Linked DNA regions of Salmo salar: regions 2 and 3 are each linked to region 1. Evidence: chromatin contacts called from public Hi-C data. All regions are on one chromosome and are shown on one strand. The core of a region is the stretch at or near the end of the contact, and the rest is flanking DNA. Distances in the headings are between cores, read along the strand shown. Region 1 holds the start of LOC106604570 (calnexin). Region 2 holds the start of LOC106604567 (TBC1 domain family member 9B). Region 3 holds the start of LOC106604568 (alpha-1,3-mannosyl-glycoprotein 4-beta-N-acetylglucosaminyltransferase B).

The links. A called contact is a pair of places that touch in the nucleus more often than the background predicts.
Region 2: a contact with region 1 is called in a Hi-C map of gill, with 2.7 times the contacts expected there. The contact joins the promoter of LOC106604567 here to the promoter of LOC106604570 in region 1. A contact is called at or near these places in 2 of 3 Hi-C or Micro-C datasets (gill and muscle).
Region 3: a contact with region 1 is called in a Hi-C map of gill, with 11 times the contacts expected there. The contact joins the promoter of LOC106604568 here to the promoter of LOC106604570 in region 1. A contact is called at or near these places in 3 of 3 Hi-C or Micro-C datasets (blood, gill and muscle).

The regions. Positions count from the first base shown.
Region 1 is chrssa05:29,853,878-29,857,959 of Ssal_v3.1, forward strand. It overlaps LOC106604570 (calnexin), which reads left to right and starts at 1,934. Exons shown (of 14, transcript XM_014199339.2): 1 at 1,934-2,083. LOC106604568 (alpha-1,3-mannosyl-glycoprotein 4-beta-N-acetylglucosaminyltransferase B) reads left to right here. Exons shown (of 15, transcript XM_045718039.1): 15 at 1-873.
Region 2 is chrssa05:29,599,903-29,603,984 of Ssal_v3.1, forward strand. LOC106604567 (TBC1 domain family member 9B) reads left to right here and starts at 2,331. Exons shown (of 21, transcript XM_045718038.1): 1 at 2,331-2,632. The coding sequence starts at 2,609. It overlaps LOC123743088 (a long non-coding RNA gene), which reads right to left and starts at 2,346. Exons shown (of 2, transcript XR_006769848.1): 1 at 1,819-2,346; 2 at 468-1,585.
Region 3 is chrssa05:29,682,618-29,686,699 of Ssal_v3.1, forward strand. It overlaps LOC106604568 (alpha-1,3-mannosyl-glycoprotein 4-beta-N-acetylglucosaminyltransferase B), which reads left to right and starts at 1,756. Exons shown (of 15, transcript XM_045718039.1): 1 at 1,756-2,280. The coding sequence starts at 2,184.

The DNA of each region.
Region 1 (4,082 bases), core at 684-3,183:
ACTTCTCAGTGGAATCTATGTTTCTCATAATGATCGCGAAGAAGTCAAGGAAGAACCCCTCTCTTCCCCTCAAGTGAGGTCTCATGAGAGAGTGAAACTGTCCAATATGACAACCCCTCTCGTTCCACATGTTCTGCACTACTACTATAATGAATTGAAGGTGGAATTTATTAAAGTACTGTAATTGTCCTGACACCAGACTTATACATCTTCCAAATAGGCTCTGCGACGGCAAGGGCCAAACTCAAGTTCTATGTATTGCTAGATGCAAAGTATTTTGCAGTTTAAGGGACACATTCATTTGCTTTTGCATACTTGGATCAAAAAAACATTCCTTTATCAGAGCCCAACTGAAAAACCATTGAAAGCCCTTGATCGAAATCTAAAGAGTTGTCGGCACAGAACAAGAGTATGGGATTTCAGCCAATACAAGTGTACTGAAAGCAAAATTAAACTTGGGGACTTAAATCAGAAGCGAGGCCGCTTTTCTATCGAATACAGAATGCAACATTGATTCTGATTCTGCTCAATGTTAACACAGTTTCTCAGCAACAACAGACCTAAACTTGTTTTCCATTTATTGGGGTGTGCACTCCAGTAAACAAGCTGTTTTAGGAGCCCCTTCGATGCTATCGGTATGGCCACTATACAGTAGCAGGTGCGTGGGTGCATTAAGTCGACGTAGGGCTATGGATAAAAAAAAATCTGAACTGTACCCAATGAGCTAAGAAGGAGAAAGAGTTTTCTTTTCTTCTAAGGTGCACTGGAATGCATTGCTATTATATGTTGTATTTTGTATCATTTAGATCAACTATATTTAATGATGTTATCTATCCATTCTGTGAATTGTAATAAAGATGGAATTTCAATTGACGTGGGTTTGTTTTTGTTTCAAGTTATTTGCTCTGGTCAATTCAATGCACATCTGAGTAATCTCGTGTGAATTAGTCTGCTTTTGTGAAAGGTAGGCTACGCTACTTTTCTGCTACCAAATCACATGTACATGGGTCACATTCCTTGCATATTTCATGAATGGACCATGTGACTGCAAAGTCCCATTGATATTTTGACACCATAGGCTTTGGTGCTCGGTAGGATGCAAGTGAGTAGGCCTATGTGTACCTATGACATTGGGCTAGATAGAATTGGAGTGCCCGTTTTCTGCAATGCAACTTTGAAAGCCAATGTCCACATTCACTGTAAACGCTGCATAAACTCTGTCGGCACAATCGGAAATTACCTTTATAAATGTCCATTGCTCTATAACCGTTCCTTCCGCAGGTCGGATTGAATGCATCTCTAGGCCATAATGTTTTGTGATAATATTGTAGGGTAGGCTATTTGATATTTTCATTTAGCAGCATGCAGTCAAGGCACTTCAGAAAACAGGATGTATAGAATACAGCATTCATTTTCAAACATCATCCATACAATATAAAGTGCTTTGAGCACATGTAAAAACACTACATAAATCCAGTCCATTATTATGGGGTTCAAACACGCCCAAATTTGGCCAGGATGGGGGCATGCAATTAGCATTTGTTGTTGTTTATGATCAGAAAAAAAGAACTGTATCCAAATTAATGCATCCATCAACAGGGATTTAATTATATTGTACATTATTGAATAAGCCTACACCATATTCAATAAGCCTCACATTCAGAATGATCACATCGGCGCTTTAGTTGATAAATTAATTTGTAAAGAGTTTTACTATTTTATTCGAACTTCACAAAGTACATAAATCATTCATTGATGATAAACTACAATAATCATCAATCATTTTCGCTGCTGCAAATTTATATTTGAGCCTTGTCTGACTATAACCAATCAGCATGCATTTCCTCTTAGAGCTGGACAAATCATCGCCGTCCACGAGGTTGAGATTGGGGGCGGAGACCATTCATTGTGATGAGCGTGCAGTACAAGCAATCAAATTCCTATAATTCCCGGAAAATATCAACGTTTTCAGGTTAGCAACCAATCAGCAAGTGGAGAAGGTGGAGCTACTAATCCAGTATGCATGCCCCAAAGCCACACGTGATCCGGCTGTAGTTCCAAGTGGTCACATCGGAATCAGGAGGTAAGTAATGACGAATAACTATCACTTCTTACAAACATAAGTCGCTAAATTATAATTTCAGTCTAAATTGACATAGGATGTTCACCTGATTGCATACAGGCCAGTATCGTTTAATTGCAATACATGTATCTTACTGAATAAGACCACGAACCCATGCGTGGTCTTAGCATAGACTGGCTAGCTGACGGCCAGCTAGCAAGCTAATTTAGGCTAGTTAGCGATTAAGATAACAAATTAATGTCATTGTTCCGTTTATTGTCATGTAACACTGTCAGTTGCACACTTTGCTCGTGTGTTCATTTTGCCGACATTTTGTGTAAGACAAGTTGGGCAAGCTAACGTTAGCTAACTTGGCTATATGGGAGGCATCGAACGTGGATAGCAAGCAATACCAGCCTCGAGTTAAAGCAAAGAAAATTGACAAATATTGCCTCTTTGTGAAAATGTCGGAACGTTATTGTAAAACTATATTGTAGTTTAACTAACGCTAGAAATCAGTAAAACGTGGTGATGATGATGATGATGCAGCAGTATGTGTCATGGTGCGAAATCAATTGAAATCTCGTACACAAGTGCCCTATTTATGTAGTTATGTCCTTTTTCGTGTGGTCATTGTAATCGCGTTTCCTGTGTTGGATATAGTGGGTTACATTAGCATACTCCCTTCAAAGGGGAGGTTATCAAGATGAGTACTATAGCTAGCTACAGATAATATTCTTATGTGAAATAATTTCCCTTAGGAGCTACATGAAGCCTGCTTGTAGGAATTGCTACGTTTTATAGGAAAACCTTGTTACCCCTGTTCTACCATGGAAACGGGTATTACTGGCAAAGCACTTAGAAGTCTGACCAGTTTTGCAAACCCACTTCCGCCACTGAATGAAACCAGAAAGTGCAACGGCTAGATAGAGGTCATACAGCGCCCTCTTGGAAATGTGGCTTTTACAGTTTGCTTATCTAACGGAATTGGTTAGCTTTGGGACACATCAGAAGTCTTTGTATTGGTTGGACTCCCTGAGTTGTGCATCGATCTGGTGGCTGGTGACAGAAAATAACCATATCACAACATAGCCAGCTTCACAGCTTTTTTTTCTGCCACCAAGGCATATGTATAATTTCTAGGAACTCAATTTACCAGATGTAAAGTGAGATGTTAACCTCACTATCAAATAAATGTCTGAATCCAACTTTTGTCCGAACTGCTTGGTCTAATTGCAGGAATATGGGGCAGTTCGGAGAACAATTGGATTCGGGCGCTTATTTGATAGCGAGGGACACATCACTTTATATCTGGTAAATCGAGTTCCTAGAGATTATACGTATGCCTTTATTGACAGGAAATGTTTTTTGGGGGTGAACCGGCTATATTGTGGTAGGGTTATTTTCCGTCGCCACCCACCAGAAGGATGCAGAACTCAGGGAGTCCAACCAATACAGACTCCCAATGTTTTCCAAAGCTAGAATTGGTGTCTTATTGAATGGTTCACACGTTTCTAGATAGCTATTGTGAGAAATGTAATTGGTATTCTAGGGATGAATATAAATAATTTATCTGAATGGCTGTAGGAAGTTGGACATTTTGTTGTTTAACCTTGTTAAATAATAACTTCTCAGTTCTCTGGTGGGTAATATTTAACACAGAGCGGTTACATTTTAAGATTAGACATTAAGAAGATAATTGTGTTTTAATTCCACTCTTGATGACAATTTAGTAACTAACGTTGAATGGCACAATAGGCTGATACACATGCTTTAAAATATATTAGCTTTTATATAATCTTCTTACGTCTTGCATTATCTTTTTTGAGATGGTGAAGGCCCAGGGCACACCCCTACTCAGATCTCTACAGTATGACCTAGACAGGGCTTCATAGCACAGAGTTGGCTTTCCAGTATCAGCTGCTGCATGTTTCTTATCCATGAGGACACTCTGTGAAAGCACAGTTCGACATCTTGCACAATATGTCTCCTACTTAGATGGTGTACACTGAGAGAACCA
Region 2 (4,082 bases), core at 1,081-3,580, 250 kb before region 1:
AATTGTACCGAAACTACCATCAGAGCTGTCGTGATTTGTTTTATATGGTATGACTTTACTCGCATAAAAACTGTGGAGGAAAAGTGGTTTGTGATTACATTTTCACTTAACCCATTTAATCCCAAACTTTTCCCAGACATGAAAATATCCAAATCAAGTGTCATTAGTAACCCTTTGAAATAATCAATCATATTTTTTAAAGTTTCATGTAAAAGTAGGTGAAAAAGTGTGTTTTATGGTGACCGGTGGGATAATGTTATGTATACTGAATTAACATATTTCTCTTATGCAGTCATCAAAATTCTTATGTATCCCAGCCCAGTTAACACATTTAAAACTCTGTCACTGGCAGTCCCCAATATTGCCACTATAATTCCCCATCACATTCTAGTGACTATTTTACATATCAAAAACCATTATACAACACCGATATGAATACTGAGAGCAAAGACAAAACAACAACCATCAACGTATTTCAACATTGTTACTTTATTGTAACATAAATTGTTACTTTAGTGCAACATGTATTGAAACATTAATATTTTAACTTTAACATTTGAACTTGTACTTTAGTGCAATATTCATTGTAACATTTTAGTGCAACATTCACTAACAACTGTATAGCAGTCGTGTGATTAATTCCCACTGAACATAAAGGTAACATTTAGGATAGAGGTAGCCTGTAGAATATGCATTCAAGTAGAGGCCTACACTGAACAAAATAATATAATATATATATCATAGAGGTAGGCTTCAGAACCAAGTGCACGATTAGTTTGTGTATCACTATTTTGAACTACGATCAGTCAGACCTACTGTCACACAGTATGTCTTGAATCAATTGACCTTTTCCAAAAACATTTCAGTCATTTTGATTGCCTTTGACTTTTCTTCCTAGAGTCTGTTGTACTGCTTCTCCTCACCCTTTATCGACTTTCTTTTTCAGCCCTTATTCATTCACTCTTATCTCCTTTTCTACTGTCCATGGTATATCTTGAAGCACTCAATTTGCAGTGGCGCTTTGCATTTCTCACAGGCATAGGTAGTGTGTTTGTCACAATGACGACATCTCTGGAACTGGAGCATTGTGTTGATGGGCCAGTGAGAAGCTTTGTCATATCTTGCCTGATCTTCAACAGTAGCAGCCAGTAAAGATCTCCTTCCGTGGCTCAGTGGTTTCGTGCCAAACTTTTGCATATTTGGGCTGTATACTATGCAGTTTGGAATCACATCGGTGGCAGACCTCTTCGATCGTTTTAACTCTCAATCTTTATTTTTGACCACCCACAGCTTTTCCCTTGGCTCTTCTGACTGGACTCCCGGGCGGGTAGAGGATCTTGGCTCTTCATTATCAACAATGGGGGGGGACGTCATCACTGATAACGTTGTTCCTGTCATGATATGTTTGTATAGGATCAGCATTCAACAGCCTGGCTGGCAAATGGCCTGTCCATATCTGACCCATCGCTACCACAATCACTGAGGACAGCATCTTTCTCATTATGAGGGATAACTGCAATGTTTGCGTGCCTTGTCTGGGCAGTCACCTAGATCCAACATATCCAGAACTTGACTCAAAGTGAAACTAAAAGAAAGAACAGAGTAGAAAGTTAGGTAGAACAAGAACTATGTATGTGTATACCAAGATGCACTGTTATCCCACAGGTCACTATTGTTGCCGTCAATATGTTTACACATTCTATGACAACACTGAACAAAGTTGAGTAATTGCAAATGCATATATCAATACTAGACACCTTAAATATGATGTGTACCAATTATCTTTGCCCCATCTTCATGTTAACATACTTTACTAACCTTTTGTTTGGGAGCTTTGATGCAGCCATTCTCTTCTCATGGTGCAACCAGGAAGTGAACAGCTCTTGTCATGTGACAATTTACACTAAACGTTTGACACTGCATATATTTCATTGAGACCCTTTATTATTTCAATACTTGGTGGGAATGCATTGACACATCATTCAGTAAAATGTTTAGAGCCTTATAACTGAAAACGTTTTTTACGGTCACTATTGTGACTGATGGGATTAAATAGGTTAAATTAATACAGTGAGCCAAGCAGCGACGCAATATACACTATGATATGAACGTACAGTGGACGTGTTTACGTAAAAGTAGAAAGCGACCAGTTTCAAGGGTTGTCACTAGTTATCCCAGCCACAAAGTAATGAACCCAGGCTATTTCTATAATTATGAATGTTAAACCTAACCTTAACCACACCACTGCTAACCCTAACGTTAAATCAATACCAAAAAGTTAACGTTTTGTTTTCATCAATTTTTACGATACAGACATTTGACTTTGTGGCTGTGGTAACTAGTGGAAACCGTTTCCGAGTAGACACCAGCAGAGCAACCAGCTGCACAGACGGACATGAACTCAAAACTGCAGGGAACACGTCTGCAAAACATGTTTGTGTAAAGTCGCTTACCGTACACTTTGCACCATAATATCCAATAATAAGTGTGTAATTTGGAAAAAGCTTATTCAAAATGTGGATAACTCCAGGGGAGGTGTTGCTTGCCAACGCTCTGTGGGTGAGCGAAAGGGCGAACCCCTTCTTCATTCTCCAGAGGAGAAAGGGCCATGGCAAAGGAGGGGGCATCACTGGTAACTATACAATAACATTATTTGGTTTACAATTGCTCTCATGTTTCTGATTTTTGAAATTTGTGTTGGCTAATGTAATGATGGCTTTAGCTAACGTTATCTAGAAAGCTTGGTGTGTTAGCAAGGTAGCTAGCGCGCAGGCTAGCTGTTGATGTTGACTTGTAAAGCGGAGCTGGCTAACCAAGCTAGCGCGTTGTTTTTTCTTCGTCTGCAGCTACTACTAACTAACATCGTTGATAGGTTTTATTTGCTGGAAGTATGTGCATTTTCCTACATGCACCACTAAACAGTAAACTGTCAGCCTAACCAACCCAATACTGTTTGATTGCGGAGCTTAATTCGGGGCGTTCTTGCGTATAGGTATTTCTGCATTTTAGGAACAACCCCTCCAGCATACAATTAGTTCCTTCTTGAACGCCCCCATCACCCGAACATCCCATTGGTTCCTGCATGAACGAAAACCTGCTCTCATCAACGGAACTGCCGTAAAACAGTGCACCGACCGGCAGGGGGGCGAAGGCCACTGTCTACCTGCGTCGCTCCCTCTAGTTCCTCTGGTACAGAGCAGGCGGGGGCAAAATCGTGCTAGCCAACCGTGTGAGCACAAGGTGTCGCTCCCGCCTATTGTGTATCGGAGTCCCCAATAACAAGCAAACTAACGTTAGTCCTTCGCTCCCACCTGCTAAAGGACACTGTCTACCGTTGTCGCCTTCGACTATTGTTCTTCTGTGGGTTTTATCGCCTGATGGCAGCCAACGTTATGGTACCTACTGTACTGACCATTATGGCAGTCAAGCAATTGCATTCCGCCAAGAGTCGTTTACAATCAAGTCCTGTAGTGGCCACAATGTATCAATAAATAATCTTATTTGAATGCCTAGCAATCAGCACGTACATTGTTTAAAGGAGGGTTCACAACTGGTTTTGCTTGGGGACCCACATTTGACAATGACAATTGAGTCGCGACCCAGTATTATGGACTGTTGATAATTCCATTTTGTTAATGAACAGTAACACATAACAGTTTTTAAAATAGAAAAAACAGCAATAATTAGGAATTCTTAATCATCAATTACCATGTGAATAGTTTCACAACATTAAGGTTTTTTTTTTTTAAAGGTGTACGTTTTTAACCAGTTTAATAAAAGGTAATATGAATGTCAGTATTAATTAACAATAATATTTAACATAGTGAACAACAACTCATGAACCTGTTTATTTATTGTGTGTGTCTGTCTGTGTGTGTGTGGCCTATCAGTGGTAAAGCTGGGGGTGTTTCTTCAGTTTGATAAGTTTATTGAAGCCTGGGGTGACGGTTGACAGGGCAACTCGGAGGTCTTGCTGGCTGTCCAGTTTGTATCTGCTTTTAGTTTTCATTTACATTTACATTTTTACATTTTAGTCATTTAGCAGACGCTCTTATCCAGAGCGACTTACAAATTGGTGCATT
Region 3 (4,082 bases), core at 506-3,005, 170 kb before region 1:
ATACATTGCATTAGGCAATGTTCGATGCAACCTTAATCAGAAAATATGCAACCAAAGTGAAGCGTCTGATGAAAACTGTGTGAAATAGCGTTACTTTTCGTCTCATCCTCCTTTGCTGCCTCTTAGTGGTGCTCCGTCACCTGATTCTGACGCATAGGTCCCATGACCACTTTATCAAACAGTATATTTTTTTCCCTGGTGAGTTTGGTAATCCGTAGAACGCGCAAGATGCTTCTAGAAACAGATTGGTTTTAGAAACGAGATCAAATTTGTTTGTGGGCGTATTACTATGTTGTCATAATAATTCGTGGATCTCAACCATCAAGTCTCTGGATTATGACTGGCTGTATTTTTTGTTGTGCTTTTATAAATTATTGTTGTCACTCCGTGTCCAATTAATCTATCATTGTTGCCATAAGGCTTGAATGACCATGTTCATAGGCTAATTTAAGTTTATCCCATGGTTACCTTATTGATATGATGAGTAATTGTCACCTGAGCAATAATGGTAGGGAAAAGGCGCACGGTCATGGCTATAAAGGATTCTCCTAACCTGCTACGTTAATTACTCTAACCTTCTGCGTAAATTCTCCAAACCAAATCAGACAAAAAATGTAATCCGTCTAGTCAAAACCAAGACGCTCGTAAAGTAGTAAATGAGCTATGTGTTAAATTTTTCTTTCACCGCTAGGTGATAGCATTTCTCCACCAACCATGTGCCTAGTCTACTACATGGTGCAAGGCAGGGAGGGACCTGCCTCCCTGGAAGATATTGCTGAGAAGTTCCTGCACATCTTGTTGTAGTTTTGCCTTCTTTTCCTGGCAAATGATTTATGTTAAGAATGGTATTGTCTGTCACTTACATTTTATTCATTTAGGAGACGCTCTTATCCAGAGCGATTTACAGTACGTAGTAGTTAGTGCATACATATTCCGTACTGGTCCCCTGGGTTAATCTCAACCACAACATTGGTGTTGCAAGCTCCACGGTCTACCAACAGCCACACGGGGTCATTTTCATTGGAATAACCTCTATGGACATAATTTCATTTGCTGACATTATTCCTGTATTATGATTTATTTTATGGAGCATTTATCAAAACAAAAACATGTTGACTGACAAGAAAGTGTCTTGTTGGATAGGGACGGCAGGTAGCCTAGCGGTTAGAGCGTTGGACTAGTAACCGAAAGCTGACAAGGTAAACATCTGTCGTTCTGCCCCTGAACAAGGCAGTTAACCCACCGTCATTGAAAATAAGAATTTGTTCATATCTGACTTGCCTAGTTAAATAAAAAAATGTAAAAAATAGTTTGAAAAATGTTTTCTTTAAGAAAAAAAATATTTTTTGTAAGATAGACTGACTACCTGTTTATTGTTTTTCAGTTCGACAGTAGTAGTGAGTATGTTTGCAGCTTGTTTGCAGAGTGACTGACAATTGTAAACAGTTTGCGCAACGGTTTGTTAATTTGGCGAATTAGTGCAGCCTATAAAACAGGTGTGTTCCGGCCAGATGTGGAGAGAAATGCACTGCTCATTCGGGCCCCAGATTTGAATTAGGTTTATTAGTCAACGAAAAAGTGTTTAATTGACAGCCCGCTTCTAGGTAGGCTAAATAACCCATATGGATTTGGGCACATGGTTTGCCTTTCCACGTTATAGCAGAAGTCAAATTCAATTTAAAGCGCTGTCAAATGTTTCAGCCAAGTGAGTTATGGCTATTTCATTCTTGCCTCTTGGTGCTGCACTTGCGATCCACTTGCATACCGGGCTCAGTATCCGAATGGATGAAGAAGCACTTGTAGACTACATCGGGCACTTAGGCCTACGTCATTAAATTAAATGAGCGTAATATGAACATGAGCATCAACCTGGAGCTGCTGCCTTTCACATTTCCCAACGCCCACTCGCAACGCTGTATGGCATCTCTTTAACCACTCCGCTCTGACTCGAGGAGAGAGAGAAAAAATATCCCCCCTTTTCTGGCAACCCTTCCTGGTGAGCACTGCATGCTTGTGCGACTGAGTAGTCTACCCGAGAGCAGAGCGCCGCGCAATAACAAACTCAGTCCTCCGCTCCGACTGCCAGGCGTAAAGAGGCATTTATCTCCTGGAAGCACCGCAAACGAGCAGAGAGAGCCCAGATACCCCGCACTCGGTTCGGACATGAGCCCGGGGATCCGGAGATGAGGCTCCGAAATGGCACCTTCCTAACGGTCGTATTGTTTGGTCTATGCGGACTCATTTCGCTCTCCTGGTACACGGCATTCAGCAATTCCAAAGGTAAGGTAGCCGCTATAACGCACCACGCGGCGGGGGTGGGTTGAGGCGATTTGGAAGATCTCGTCTGCTATAGGAGACCCGAGCCTACACAAAATATCGGTCTGATATCGTGTAGCGTTCACTTGCGTTTGTGTGTTTGGAAATAAGCTGCTGGTGTTGGTGTTTGATATTGGCATGTTGTTATCCTTCGACCGTGAAGAATAGGATAGAGTTTTCACCGGGTGGTACCGTCAGACCCTCTACCTTTGTCACGCATTTTCCTTTCAGCTTTTGCTTACATTGAGAAGGTTATGTTGATAAATACATCATTCTAAAGGCCGCCAAGACGGGCGTTTTTATATTCCTCAGCCTGCGCTTGCAGAGTGATATTTGGTATATTTCCCATTGTATAAACACAGCGTTGACATTATGAATCAGATGATTGCACAAAACGCGCATCTCAGGCATCAAGATTGAAACAAAGTAGCTGTAGATTATTCATGCTGATCCAATGTTTCTGTGTAGCTCTGGCTTTTAGAAAGGATTCTCCCTGCAGACGTTTGCAATAGTCGCCCACTTCGGCATCTAACGTTCTGTGATCGAATTGACTGGTGGTTGAACTTGCAAAATTCTACCTCTGCAACCTGCAAGGTGGCTGTGGATTGTGCATGCATGGATGGATTTTTTTTCCCCCTTGGTTTGTACATTTTATAGAGCTTTGAAGTAGTTGTGCAAGGGGACGTGCCCTTCCTAGGCTGATAGTTCCCTCAGAGTGCTGGCTGTTATAGTTATTGACAGTTCACACGTCTTTCATGGACCCTCCATGGCGTTGGCAATCTTACACTCCCCTTTGGTCCCTGCCAAATGTTCTCTGCACTGAGAGGCTATAACAAACAAAATCACAACTATGTATGTATTCCTCTTCAGCGATTATTAGTCATCGAACTCTTCATAGAAGTAAGTTGATAAAGTCTGTTCAACTAAATAGGGACTTGAAAGCCACTGCCTCTCACAATGTTGTTGGGAACTTTAATGTATGATGTCATGATTATCCGTTTTTGTAATGATGAATAATATCTTATGAAAATGTTGAAGAAAAAAAGAAAACATGTCATGAGGCAAATTCCCATAAGATTAGTACGATAGATTTGAAATCCAGCCGTTTCCCCCTGTTATAATGCAGTGGCAAAATTCCCTGGACGTTGGTGCCACATTTCAGAGAAACCTGATAGGGTAATGACTCATGTCTATTTGTAGTTGGTTTCACTCCGATGGAATCGACCCTTTAAAAAGCTTGAGATTATGCTTCTCAGGAGCTAACACAACATTAGCATCACAGTGGAAGTGCACCTGCACTGTGTTGGGTGTGTGTAGTTTACACCAGAGCTCTAGCTGGATGCAGGTTAACTTTTCATTCTGCTAGAACCCTGCACACAAAGATGAATGTTTTCATGCCAAACACATGCTTTAGGGAATGTTTCTAGGCACACTGCACATTTATCTTCCCAAATAGCCAGTTATTATCTAATAATAGCAGTCCTAATATAACAGTTAGATAATTGATCCTGGGGGTCTTTACACTTCCCTGATTGCTATGTTTAGGTTGTGCTACAGAGAGGATATGTTGGGCACAGAGAGTGAAGCATGGACTATAATGTGAGGAAAGATGCATTCTGAAATCAATCAACTCCAACAAATTCACTGTGTCATATCAAAATAATGACATACCTTCCCCAACAACTCTTCGATTTACAAGGGGCAGGCAAGGAGTGGGAAGGGTGTGTGTGCAGTGTAGCTTGTTAAGACTGTTAACATGCCTTATA